5 separate regions of the Zea mays genome follow, and regions 1, 3, 4 and 5 are each linked to region 2. Evidence: chromatin contacts called from public Hi-C data. All regions are on one chromosome and are shown on one strand. Each heading gives the region's core, a stretch centred on a gene start, on an enhancer-like site or on the middle of the called end of the contact. The rest is flanking DNA. Distances are from core to core; before and after follow the strand shown.

What was found. Hi-C and Micro-C count contacts between places; a contact is called where the count stands out from the background.
Region 1: a Hi-C map of tassel shows a contact between it and region 2, with 2.7 times the contacts expected there. The contact joins the enhancer-like site here to the promoter of LOC100282996 in region 2. A contact is called at or near these places in 3 of 25 Hi-C or Micro-C datasets (ear, endosperm and tassel).
Region 3: a contact with region 2 is called in a Hi-C map of ear, with 2.7 times the contacts expected there. The contact joins the promoter of LOC541966 here to the promoter of LOC100282996 in region 2. A contact is called at or near these places in 3 of 25 Hi-C or Micro-C datasets (ear, leaf and tassel).
Region 4: a contact with region 2 is called in a Hi-C map of ear, with 2.5 times the contacts expected there. The contact joins the promoter of LOC109944584 here to the promoter of LOC100282996 in region 2. A contact is called at or near these places in 5 of 25 Hi-C or Micro-C datasets (bundle sheath, ear, endosperm and 2 more).
Region 5: a contact with region 2 is called in a Hi-C map of leaf, with 4 times the contacts expected there. The contact joins the promoter of LOC100282683 here to the promoter of LOC100282996 in region 2. A contact is called at or near these places in 3 of 25 Hi-C or Micro-C datasets (bundle sheath, ear and leaf).

The regions. Positions count from the first base shown.
Region 1 is chr2:182,287,803-182,290,502 of Zm-B73-REFERENCE-NAM-5.0, reverse strand. No RefSeq gene overlaps it. Among protein-coding and RNA genes, the nearest start is that of LOC100384601, 24 kb to the right of the region's middle. Within about 2 kb of position 1,437, at least 16 of the 20 cell types and tissues checked have an H3K27ac peak or open chromatin away from gene starts, as enhancers often do. A contact at or near this core is called in ear, endosperm and tassel, where this site is marked.
Region 2 is chr2:182,427,503-182,430,202 of Zm-B73-REFERENCE-NAM-5.0, reverse strand. It overlaps LOC100282996 (ASC1-like protein 1), which reads right to left and starts at 1,385. Exons shown (of 6, transcript NM_001155900.1): 1 at 914-1,385; 2 at 26-252. The coding sequence starts at 1,069.
Region 3 is chr2:182,639,947-182,642,646 of Zm-B73-REFERENCE-NAM-5.0, reverse strand. It overlaps LOC541966 (empty pericarp 2), which reads left to right and starts at 1,428. Exons shown (of 5, transcript NM_001111620.2): 1 at 1,428-1,757.
Region 4 is chr2:182,260,417-182,263,128 of Zm-B73-REFERENCE-NAM-5.0, reverse strand. LOC109944584 (succinate dehydrogenase [ubiquinone] iron-sulfur subunit 2, mitochondrial) reads left to right here and starts at 1,424. Exons shown (of 1, transcript XM_020549355.2): 1 at 1,424-2,641. The coding sequence starts at 1,452. The coding sequence ends at 2,375.
Region 5 is chr2:182,198,537-182,201,236 of Zm-B73-REFERENCE-NAM-5.0, reverse strand. It overlaps LOC100282683 (SCO1 protein), which reads left to right and starts at 1,443. Exons shown (of 8, transcript NM_001155590.2): 1 at 1,443-1,682. The coding sequence starts at 1,600.

The sequences.
Region 1 (2,700 bases), core at 188-2,687, 140 kb after region 2:
GTCCAGGGCTCTCGTACGAGAAGGTTGGCCACGCGGGAGGACGGGCCGGCGCATAAGGCGCTCCCTCTCTCTCTCCCACGCGGACGCTTGTAACCCCCTACTGCAAGCGCACCCGACCTGGGCGCAGGGCAACACGAAGGACGCGGGTTTCCTCTTTGCCTGTTTCTTCCCCCTTCGTGCTCCGTCTCGCGCCGACCCATCTGGGCTGGGACACGCGGCGACAATTCACTCGTCGGTCCAGGGACCCCCCGGGGTCGAAACGTCGACACTTGGCTAATATATGTCTTTTCTGTCCATACGATCTATTAGCACCTATTAGCAATGTCAAATGCATGATGAGCAAACTGTTTGTCAACTCTTCGGCTAACAATTACCTAATTTATTAGCCATTCTATTTGGAGACTAAGATACTAAAATTAACCGGCAAATTATTTCACCACACGCATCCAAACATGCCATAATGTAACATCTCTTTATTTGTAAGAAACCGCACCCGATGGTACAAGTGATAAAGCGGGAAAAAAGAACACACGCGACCTACTATGCAAAATTCGAGGCGAAATTTGGAAGTACGCGAGATCGATGGGGGGGCAGGGGGCACAATAATTCTACGTCGGTGCTTGAGTGGTGGAACTAGGATGCGCGTTAGAAATGCTGAAGGCCTATCGTTCTATCCTAATCCTCGTAGAATGGAAAATCTAGAAGGAGCAAAACGATACGTTTTTTAACAAGAGATTTTTTTTTCTACGATATCTCTCATGATATAAATAAAATAGGAAGAGCTGACAATTTGGGTAGCTGTGAGACCAAATTTAATAGAGGTTTTATCGGAACTGCATAGATAATACATGAGAGCTAATATTGAAAAGAGATAAAATGAAATTTTCATGGGATAAAATGAGTCTCATAATAATAGAACATGTTTATACCGATGGCATAAAATCCTCGCTAAGATGTCTGTACCAAGGATTTGTATCCTCTTGATGTAATGACTTGGTATTTTCAATATAAGCTTCCTTTATTAAAAAAAAAAGATGGCGTGCCCCTTCCATGCTAATTCTAACAAGCTATGGAAAATGGATTGGCGTATGTTCTTTTTTTTCATGGTTTAGTTTAAAAATAAACTAGCGAGCGATAAATATTCGTCGATGTAGTATTATAGTAGAAAAGGACAACGTACACACTTCCTACAGATAACATGGTGGAAACAACCGAAATTGTTTACATTTCCTAGGATGATCTCGATCCCGGCCCCCCTCTTGGCTTTCAAGGGCCTTTCAGGCAGTTGCTTTTCTGCCCTCTCCTTATGATGTCAGCTTCGTGCGTGTGTGTGTGCGCGCTCCTTTCCTAGACAAAACGTCTTTCAGGGTCACGTCCGTGCGTTGGGCTTTTGCCGGGCGAAAGGAGCGGTGCCGCCTGATGATGATGGACGCAATATGGATGGGCTCGCGTGATTGGGTGTCATCGGGAACCGCAGGCCGAGGGCTCGGTGCTCGCATCTGGTGCGGTGGTGCCCCAGATGTGCAAGTTCCAAACGCTTCGTTCGGACTGTTCGACCCTCTTACACCTTTTTTTAAGACATAAATCAAAATCGAATACTAGCATTTGTATTTTGTACAATAGTTTCCAGTGTCCTCCAACGATCACCGGGCATGGCCTGATTGACAGGCTCACCACTCTAATCGATGGGTGACGGGTGGCACGTCCATCAGACGGACGGGTACCGGTGCGATGATTACCGGTTCCGCTTCTGCCTGGCGAGCACGGAGCACCGATACCGCCACCCCAGTCAACAGGCCAAGCATGCACAGGGTATGTTTGGTTAGCGACTCATTTTTTTTAAAAAAAAATCCTATTGTAGAATCTTCAATGTTAATCAGACAGCTCTTCTTGTATTTTGCATTAAATTTTGTGTCTAGAATCTCAGTATCTCTTCATAGGAACAGATTCTTATTCAAACTTCATTCTATAAAAATATCCTCTACAGTGCAAGTCTTCTTCTATTTTACACGATTTACAGGCTGATTTTTAAGAATCCTATACGCCGCGTACGATTGCTACATCTGCAGCCTAGGGATGGCGACGAAAAAAATTTCCCCACAGGAATCCACACGAACGTTTGTGGGGGAATATTTCTTTCCCATCCCTGTTCCCCGCAGGGATAAATCCTCAACAGAGATCTCCATCACCGTTTAAATTATAATTAATACTCATTGTCAGATGTTAAGAAATCATTATGTAACATCAAAATAAACACATTTATATAATTAGTGACCTCTTGATAAGATATTTATTTATTTATTATTGTTAATTGGTACACAAAAATATAGTCACGTAAAGTTTAACGGGTCCCCATGAGAACAGGGACGAGGAACAGTTCCTCGTTCCTATCCCCGTTTACCCATCCGAGAATAATTTTTTCCTATTTATATTCCCGCTGAGTAAGGGGGTGTTTGGTTTCTAGGGACTAATGTTTAGTCCCTTCATTTTATTCCATTTTAGTATATAAATTGACAAATATAGAAACTAAAATAGAGTTTTAGTTTCTATATTTGATAATTTTATAACTAAAGTGGAATAAAATGTAGAGACTAAAAATTAGTCCCTACAAACCAAACACCCCTAAGTTTGTTTTTCATCCTCATCTCCTAATGGAGAATCGGCGATCAGGTCCATCTCTACTGCCGCGTTCATCTGCGG
Region 2 (2,700 bases), core at 136-2,635:
AGCAAGAGAAGACATGCTTTCTTACTTTATCTTTTGATCAGGCCAGATCTGGTCACCAGGGCCTATCCAAAAGTATCTTGTGTTCTTAAACCATGGCTCATTGTATGTTACAGATAGTGAAAGCAGTTCGCCAGAAAGAAAAAAAACAAACTTCCATGCTGATTCCTTAAATTTATTGATTTTCTTTCTACTGTCATCTGTTTCAGAAAGCTTATCATGTCCCTTTCCAAATATAAATTTTCGTGCTAAAACCTGTAAATATTATGAGAAAGTATTATGATCCACAACCACTTGGAAGGCAGATTTTTAACTCACCCCACATTTGGTCAGTAATAACCAGTAAGCAGGAAGTTTCCATAAAAGTACAACACATGATGTCTAGATTCTACATCCTAAGGAATACACACTTTACAGCAGAAAATGCTTAAATATGTCACCTTATGCAAAAGAAGATGCAAATGGCATCTAAAAACGGGACTCCTAACATCCCAAGGCAGGCGAAACATATCGAAAGGAAGGCATCGTTGATGCACTAAAGGAGGCCAGTGCTACTTGAAAACAAAATCTAACACATTGTGAGCATACCTTTCCCAAACCCACTCCAGCACAAATCTAATAACAAAAGGTAGACCATGCAGTACTTTTCAGTTTCTACTACTTAATTGATCCACCAAAAATTTGGTATAGCGGTGGCATGTAAGACTTGCACAATTGCAGAGATGAATGCAAAAGGCAAATTCTTTTATGATCTGGTTCATCTAACTGATCCATGAACAGTTTCAGGAGTGTACCAAACCAAGTTAATCCAAATGAATGCTGCTAATCCGCACAAACCACAATCCCCGAATGACGCAACCTAGCATGGGCATTTCGGATACAAGAACCTCTGAGATGCAAGAAAGCAGCTGATTACCTCGAAGACGAGTCGGTCGAGGAGGAACCGGACGGCGGGGAAGAAGGCGACGAGTAAGGGGAGTACGGCGAAGTCCCCGTACGCCGGGTAGACCTCTGCCTCCCAGTCCACCGGCGTGGGAGAGGAGCCCAGGAACAGCTCCAGGAGCGCCGCCATTGCGGGAGGAGATCCAACCAAGAAGGCCGATCACTTTCTTGGATCCAAACCACTCCTCCGGGGCAACAATAGCGCGAAATGCGCGCAAGATTCGGCGCCGACACAATACGCTGGTGCGTGTCCCTGAGCCGATCCAAGGAGTCACTGAATGGAGGAAGAGGCGAGTCAACGCGAGCAGCGGTAGCTGGAACTGGAAGGAGGTGAGATTTGGGACAGGAGGGAGGAAACAACGAGGTCGACTTCTGGGTGGAGAGAACTAGGAACAGCAGCGGATGAACTGCCGCCTTTTTCTGTGGGTTGGCAAACAAAATAACGCATAAAATCGGAGGAGGATAAGAATTTTTTTATTAAGATCTGGGCGCCCATTAGTATTATTACACTGGTGTCCAAGCTTACTTGTTTTTTATATGTGGGAAATGATTCAATGCGAACGGGCGAAAAAGTGCAAAACTTTGGGTTGCAGCTAATGAAGAGCATTTCCAACTACTTTCTTCTAAAAACCTCCAATCCTTATTTGTCAACTTTTTTTAAAGCAATGGCAGACCTAGGTAACAGAAAGGGTATACACCTGACTTACACCCAAAAAGGTCGAATGATACTATTCTAACTTTTTTTCTTGTCCAAAGCACAAAATTTCATTTTTGTTAAAGTTGATCTTTACACCTAATAATTGTTCAAAAAGCTCAAATTTAACTTGAAATTTTTTCCTTGCTCAATATCATGGTCTAAAAAATAACAGAATCATCTGCATATTGAAGGATCGACAATCCACCGTCTAATAGGTGAGTTACAACCCTTCCACTTGATCACCCTCTTTGGTCATCTCTAAAATACTCTCTCCATCCTATAAAATATGGTGTATATTTTTTGACAAAGTCTTTAAAGTGAAACTTTGACCATTAATTTCTTTCAAAATATAATATCAAAAAATACAAATTTAGCTTTATATTATTTTTTGAATATAAATTCAAGTATATAACATGCATACACTAAAACTATATGTTTTTGTTGAATTGCATTTTAAAGTTTTAAAATGTTGACTTTTCTAAAAACATGTGCGCCTTGTTTTATGAGATGGATAGAGTAATGACTAGCATATCCACGATTGTATTAAACAAAATTAGAATGAAAATCCAACGCGAAGACGAACACAGGCTTACCTAGCTTGTTGCCATCAAAATAACTAGGTTACAGACCGAAGATATAAATATACTATGCAGACTTTAGAGAAGAGCGATGACTACAACGACGACTGAAGATGTGGGCCACAGCGGCTACTTGGCTAGAGATCCAAATTCACGTGAGGCGCTCTAGATGATGGATGCTTCAGTTCTGCAGGACCTAGCGTCTAACTAATGGGCCCAAGGCTATAACCTGATGGGCTAGAACCTATCCATATGCTATAAATATATACATACTTGGGCCTCTTGACTTTGGGGCCTGGGTGCTCGCCCACCCAGCCCCCTCTAAGGACCGGCCCTGCATTCTAGGAGACCAAATGAAAAGGCTTAGAATTCGGACTTGTCATTCGTAGACATACAGACACCCAGAACCAAAGACGAGGGAGCACAAGTAGGGGGAGCAGGATCGATGTTCCTGCACTTGCCGTCAAAATGTTGCGAGATGGCTGA
Region 3 (2,700 bases), core at 179-2,678, 210 kb before region 2:
CCTTTAAGCTGAAGGTACTTTTGTAATTCAATGTTATTCTTGTTTCTACATAATAATAATGCAAAAATAAGTTAATAATAATATATAATTGTCTATGTTATCCTTCATATTCCTTATGATTCATCCTTCGTCACTATATGCTGAGTTTATGAAGGTACGCCCTTCATAACCTTCGTCCGAAAATCATTATATCCTAAGGGAAATAATGCTTCGAAGGACGAAGGACTTTACCGATTAACATTTTTTGTGTTGCCTTGTTCTTAACTCATAGCATTTGAGAACAAGTCCCCAACACCATACATAGGAACATAACATTTTATCATTGCCAAGCGTATTCACTCTTGGATCGATCAACATCCGAAGCTGTAAAGTGCACTCTTTCAAACCTCCTTTGGTCAATACAAATGAATCTTGACAGGTGATCAATATGCACTTAGTCACTTCCCCGCATTCAATCTACCCAAGAAGAACGTAGGGTATTTTGCCTCAACGGTTCGAACCTTTATAAAACTCTTGTCTCACTCGTTTTACTCGAAAGTGTTAGTTGTGGTCATCTCTTGACTCCCGGTAACTGGTCTAGGCCTCTTATGCCCGGTGAGAGTAGAGCAGCACAAGATCACATGTTGAATCTCTACTGTGGTATTATCTCTATGCATTTGACTGTTAGCTACATTGGTTTATTGTTGTATACACGATCTACTAACCACATCTAAGGCTGTGTTCAGCAAATCGTACATATGGTTGTGCAAAACACTGTTTTATAATATAGATAGTAATATTTGTAGAGTGAAATTTGAAATAGGAGGTAAGATAGACAACGTGGAGCTGCTTCCCCTTCCCACCGATCAACGGTGCCGACCACGACACCTGCTAGGCGAAGGATCACAACTAGAGATGGCAATGGGTACCCGCGATCCGATATCCGATGGGTATTGACTCCATTAAGGTATGCATACGGGCTAGATATTGTACCCATGAGTCTCTTATTGGGCAAAAACCTTCACCAGTGGGTAAAGGGTATTAGAACGTTCCACTCTTACCCATACATGTTAACCCATGGGTATAAAATACCCAGTATAAAAGCGTGAACTTGGGCTTTGATATTCCATTTATTTTGACTATTTGACAAACTTTTTTGTGATAATGTCATACAAGGTTTAACAACTATTTGATGGTCATGTAATGGAACATGTAATGTGTTATGTGGTACTATCCTAGTATTGCTACTTTATTCAATGATCCATGATATTATTGAATGGATGATTGAATGATGCTCAATCTTTTGTAATGATATTTAGATTGATATACTTGATGTTTGTATATTGTATTATTTTGATAAAGTTTTAATCTTTATGAGTACAAGTGACTCGATGGGAGACCCATACCCACATGGGTATGAATATGGGGATAAATCTATTGTCATTAGTGAATATGGGTGATCCGACGAGTTTATTTTTTTACAGGTATGGATATGAGATAGCATTGCCAATGCCGTCTCTAATCACAGCTCCAAACGATAAAAACCGAACGTCTCAGAGCTTTGCCTGGGCCAAGCAGCCTTTGTTCCTTCGAAACCCTGCCTGGCTCGCTTTTGGTAGCCCACGCGAACCGGGCCGCTTTTCAGCCCTCCGCTCCTGCGTCCTCCCCTTCCACTCGTATACAACCACCCACCTGAGCCGCACCCACGCTCACCGTACCTCCTCCGAATCCGCCGACCGCCGGCGAGCCCCTCCTCCTCCACGACACGCGCTTCCCCGGTAAGCCGCCTCGCGGTCCCTCTTGAGCTTCGTCTCCCGTGTTTTTTTTTTGTTTGAATTCGTGCATCCTCGCGTCACCCGCGAATCTGCTCCTACTGCACAGCCCCCTGCGCCCACATCGCGCGAGATGCAATCTGCCGCCAGGCTCTTCGCTGCGGCCGCGCCGGGAAGCCCGCGTTCTCTCCTATTCCTGCGCGGCCTCTGCTCTGCCTCGCCGGCTGGACAGCCGGATCCGCGGCCCTATCCGGCCCCGGACCCCGACCCCGACCCCGACCCGCGGCTCGTTGGCGCTCTCTGCCGTGTGCTCAGCGACTTCCGCGGGCCGCGGCACGACCTCCGCGCCGCGCTCAGCGGATTCGCGCCCCGCCTCACGCCCGCGGCGGCGGCTGCCGTCCTGCGCCGCTGCCGTAACCTTCCCGTGCCCTCCCTCCGGTTCTTCCTCTTCGCGGCTGCGATGCCGGGGTTCACACACCTTCCGGACTCGCTCCTCATCCTCGCCGGCTCGCTTGCGGGGGCGCGGCTCTTCCCGCTTCTGCGCTCTCTGCTCTCCGATCTCCCGCGGTCTGCGCTCTCGCGGGACCTGTTTCCGCTGCTGTTCCGCGCGTACGCCCGCGCCGGTCTACCCGAGGATGCCATCCGAGCTTTCTCCTCCATGGAGAGGTTCTGTTTCCTGCCGACGGTCGCTGATCTCCACTCGCTGCTCTTCACGTTATCGCATAATGGCCTGGTGGAGCACGCAGAGGCATTCTTTAGGGAGTCGCCATTTCAGTTTGATCTCTCGGCCAAAACTTATACCATCCTGATCTCTGGGTGGGCTGTTGTTGCGAGTCCAGTGAAGGCCCAAAAGCTGTTTGACGAAATGATTGAGAGAGGGGTCCAACCTGATGTGCCTGCCTATAATGCGTTGATTGACGCCTTGTGTCGAGGAGGGGATGTTGCACTT
Region 4 (2,712 bases), core at 175-2,674, 170 kb after region 2:
CACACAAAAGTTAAGCTGACACTTAAAGTAGAATAATCTAATTCTTTTTTACTTTTTAACTGCAAAACAAGACACTATGTATATGCAAACATCCGTCTACTGAATATGAGATAAATAAATAAAAAAACACCAACATATATAACAACTCTGCCTAGCTAGGTTTATTTCCTTCATCTAACAAAGCCACTTACCACAGATAATTTTGACACGCCAGACGACGCTGATTTCACAGTGAAAAAGTTGAAGGTAGAACTTTCGGGATACGTACCCGGATATGTCAAAAAAAATAACACAGTCTCCATGCGTAGAATGATCAACCGTACGTCAGCTCTGTACATATTGCATATCACATGGGCGCATGCATGGCAACTACCATATATTATATTTATGTCATTATATGGACCATGTATATGCATAGCAGGTTGCACTTGTACGGTTCCCATATCAAACTGGTTGGCCGGAGGATACCTACTCCCTATGAAGTCTGAACTCGAGATGAGATGCCACTAGAGCAGTAGCTAGAAGAACAACTGGGCTCAGTGGCTACGCTTCTGCATGCATATTAGACTCAACTGACGAGCAGGTTTTACTACTAGAAGCCGGTGAACGACGACGATGGCCTCAGCTTCACGTCGCCGCCAGCATTTGCAATAAAACAACGAAGGTTCCTGGCACACGCGGTGAAACCACTGGTCCAGCAGCAGTACATGTGCAGCTCTGTTAGTCAGTGGTTAAATAGTCGCAGCAAATCCAAGCCTACGCCGGCGCGGCCACGGCTAACTAATCAGGCGTGCGGCTCTGAAGTTTACTCCTGCTGACGTCGGTGCGCGAGATGCTGACGAGACACGCGGGGCTCGTCTCGTCAAAGTTTTACATGATGGAATACCGAATACACAATACAATACGCGGCTCGCGCTTTCCTCCGCGTCCCTGTCATCTCAAGTTCAGCGCCAACCCGGCGCGGACGCGTGAAAATTCCTTCTAGAACAGCACGACCTGTGCCGATAGCAACGGTGGTCAATGGTCGCCGGGGAGGGGGAGCGCCCCCCTTTCCTCTGCCCTTCCTCGGAGGGGAGCCGGCGTGGGATCTGTCTGGCTTTCCCCGGCCGGTTCCTTTTTCACGTCGGATAGGATAGGAGATCGAAACCTGCTGCCGCTTTCAGCTAGTAACTTGAGTCGATTGTTTCTCAGCTCCATGAAACGGCCCACGACAGCCCATGATTGTTGCCTGTTTTCAGTTCCAAAAACAAAAATCGCAAAAAACAAAAAAAAAACGCTATGGGCCGAGCCGACTGCTGCCTCGCATCGCTCCACCCGTCGCGCCATCCCGGCGTGCCGCGGCAGACGTGTCGACAGAGCTGGCACGTGCCGTCGCGGGGCGCATCCTTATAACTCACTTCCTTCCTCGCCACTCGCCAGCCACTCTCTCAGGCTCTCTGCAAGCGAGCAGGATGCTGCGGAGGACGCTGCCGGCGTTGCGCTCGGCGAAGGATGGCGTGGCAGGCGCGGCTCGGCAGGCCGGCGGCAAGGGAGACACGCACTTCCCGTCGCTGCGTGGACACCCGGCCGCGCGCGCCAACGCCCGCGAGGCCGCCGAGGGGCAGGCGCGGCTGTCGGCGGCGGAGGAGGAGCGCGGGCGCGGCGGCAGGCCGCCGACCACGGTGAAGGAGTTCCAGGTGTACCGGTGGAACCCGGACTCGCCGGCGGGGCGGCCGTTCCTGCAGTCCTACCTGGTGGACCTGGCCAGCTGCGGGCCCATGGTGCTGGACGTGCTGCAGAAGATCAAGGCGGAGCAGGACCCGACGCTGGCGTTCCGGCGGTCGTGCCGGGAGGGCATCTGCGGGTCGTGCGCGATGAGCGTCGACGGCGTGAACACGGTGGCGTGCCTCAAGCCCGTGGACGCGGACGCGTCGCGGCCGAGCATGGTCACGCCGCTGCCGCACATGTACGTGGTCAAGGACCTGGTCGTGGACCTCACCGCCTTCTACCAGCAGTACAAGTCCGTCGAGCCGTGGCTCAAGACCAGGGGCCCGCCGCCCAAGGACCGCGAGCACCCGCAGTCGCCGGCGCAGCGGAAGAGGCTGGACGGGCTGTACGAGTGCATCCTGTGCGCGTGCTGCAGCACGGCGTGCCCGTCCTACTGGTGGAACTCGGAGGCGTTCCTGGGCCCCGCCGCGCTGCTGCACGCCTACCGCTGGGTCTCCGACAGCCGGGACCACTACGGCGAGCAGCGGGTGCAGTCGCTGTCGGAAGGCTGGGACAAGATGTACAGGTGCAGGATGATCAAGAGCTGCACGGCGACGTGCCCCAAGAGCCTCGACCCCGCCGCGGCCATCTCGGCCATGAAGGCATTGCACCAGCTCCGAAAGGCCTGACTAGTCAGGAGACAGCCCTGAAACACGGACAACGTGTGTGTTCATCTGGGAACAAAAATGTTTCGCGTTACCGAATTTCATTACTACGTACCTGCACAGTTAGGGCTTGTTCGATTCTACCCCAATCCATATGGATTGAGGGGGTTTCAATCCCTAGCAAGTCAAAATCCCTCACAATCCGTATCAATCCCCTTCAATCCATATGGATTGAAAATAACCGAACAAGCCCTTACTGGGAAACAACAAATTTTATTTCGGTGGTAGTATCTGAATAGGCGGCAACTAACTGGGACACTAATCATTCAACTGAAAGCCACAATTCCAGTCAATCCTCCCA
Region 5 (2,700 bases), core at 194-2,693, 230 kb after region 2:
CCGTCCGATACCAGAGGACGGACCGTCCGCGTGACGTTAATAAGGCTAGATAGCCTTGATATGTCAGTTATACCTGTTAAACTGTAAGGTCTAGCCGTTGAAGAAATAGTTGTAGAAATGATTAGCTTACCATAAAAATATCACCATAACTAGACCATAAAAATTATAGGGAAATTATATATCTAAAGCTATAGCAAAATAGTTGTACTAAAACATACCATAACATATGTTCACCATATAAATCTACTCACGTGGAGTTTAACGAAATTAGGTTTTCTATTTTATGTTTTATGTGATTTAGGTTCTGATTGAGAGAGCTTCAATTCAAGAATTTAAAATTTATTTCAATTTATTTTATTCAAACAGGTTTAGCTCCATGAACTCTAGCTTCAAAAAAACTGAAACCAAGGACCAATTTCATGAAATTTTCGAAGTTCCTTAAAGAGTGCTTCAAAAACATTGTTTTTATACCTTCTCATAAAATTATACAAAAATTACCCACCATGTCATTGATTACATGACCTAACAATTAATGTCTCTTTGTCCACCCGCATAAATTAATTATATTACAGAAGTTGGGAGTCTATGTGCAATCGAAACACTCTTAAATTCCGCCTTACCAATATGTTGAAACTGTTTCATGGTAAAGCTGAAAAACCGAAGCTATACTTTTTGAAGTGAAGTCCTCTCAAAAAGAGTCTTACTATAATTTTTAAAGGTTCAGTCAAAATGAAAAATAGAGAAAAACCACGGGAGAAAAATAGCTAGAGAGGTTATGTGTTTTTTAAAGTAATGAGTTAGAGCAACTCCAGTAGTTCTCCAAAAGATTCTCTTAATCAATAATTTAGGTAGCTAAACTAAAAACTCCTCTCTAACAACTCTCTAAATGAATTTACTAAATTTAGCTATTTCTCATCTAACCTCATTCTTTCCCTATATTTAGCAACCATTTACCAACTCTCTACACAAAAGTCTGGCGGTAATTTTTGTATTTTGGTGCCTTTTCCACTTTATAGTAAAGATATATTAACATAGTTCATGTATCGAACGTCGGTGATGTACAACATGGCAGATAGTCAGCTAGAGATTAAACAATTATCAATGTGAAGCCGCACGTGCACATGTCGGAAGTAAAGATATATTAACATAGTTCAATACAATCTGTCATTGTTGATGGTCCCACTTAAACCGGTGATATGCTAAATTTTAATATATTTAGAAAGTAATATATAGAGGACTGTCGGAAGAGATGAGTTTTTTTATTTTCTATATTATTTGAGGACTGGCTAAATCTAGGATTTAGGTAGTAAAATTATATATAACTACTGTAGTTGCTCTTATGTCCGATTTTGCAGATGAGCTAACCGATTTAGCAGATGAGCTAACTTTTGCAGTAGTCTCCGGCTTCTTTTCTTGGGTTACAAGACGACGAGGCTTCCTTTCTTGGACCCGAGGTAAGACCGCCCATAGAATTTTCATTTCGCCGCATTATTTTTTCCCCTTCTCACTCCCTGCTTCGGTCCTTCGCCTTCCTCATGTCCCCGACTCTCCGATACTAGTCGAGTAGTCCGGTACATCCCACCGCCTCGCACCGCGGCCATGTTGACACCGCGCGTCCTCAAGGCTTCGCTGCTCCGCTGCTTGCGCGCTACCGCCGAGCTGCCTCCGTTGCGGCGACCCCGGTACGCTTCTTCTCTCCTCTCCTCTCGGTTTTGGCGCGCGTGCTGCTGTTGTGCGACTGTGTGTGCGCGACAGGTGTTCGCGCTAACGCCGCAGCTGGCCGCATCCTACGGCGGTGACATCATCGGTTGCTGCAAGTGTTGTTTTGGTAATTAGGTTGGTAGGTTTGGCCGTTTGGATGGTTTGGAGTCGGGATTTGAGATTCGTCTCCGTTGGAGCGTCCCATGGAGCTGAGTGGGGAGGATTCCGGGAGGGACGTGTTTTTTTTGTTTCATGGAAGTCAGTTGAGTCAGCGTGGAAGTTGATATGAGTAACTCTAGTGTGTGTATGTACCTTGCGCATTTGATTCACAAGTTGCTATCTGGGACATTTTGCTGGATGTGCTACTCTGGGCGCAATATCGTTGTGGTGTGCCAACTGCAATTATATGCTAGCCTGAGATCTGCTAGTAATGTCATTAAGTGATGTGTTCAACGACAAAACCAGTGTTTGATGGCTGGGTTCCGTTATCATCATGCTGTGGCTGCTGGTTTTGCTTGTAGTAGGGCTCTAGGATCTGATGCTCATAATGTTTCACATTCCTTGTTGTAGATGTCATACTTGTTGTATTGTTGCATGTAGCTTTGTTGATGTCTCCTGCCTCCTGCTACACCATTTTGAAATTACACCATACATGGGAACCATACCTTTGACGTTTTACTTGTAGTTTGATTTGATGAATGCTGTTATGGTCGTTAGAGGGCCCATGATTGCCTTCCTAGATAATCTCAACTAATCTCCTAAATAATCTTAACTAATCTTCTAATCTTATCTCTAACTATCCTTATCTTATCCCCCTTAGAGGGCTCATGATTGCTGCTGTTGCAGCCCCTCCGTGGGCCTCCTTAGGCCCTGACACTACATCCCTCCTGGACAAGCAGCTTGTCCTCGAGCTGCAACATGATGGGGTCTCAAAGACCGAGTCTACTTGACCCAAAACCAGACACCTAGAAGACAAGCCTTTTACATCTCGGCTTATCT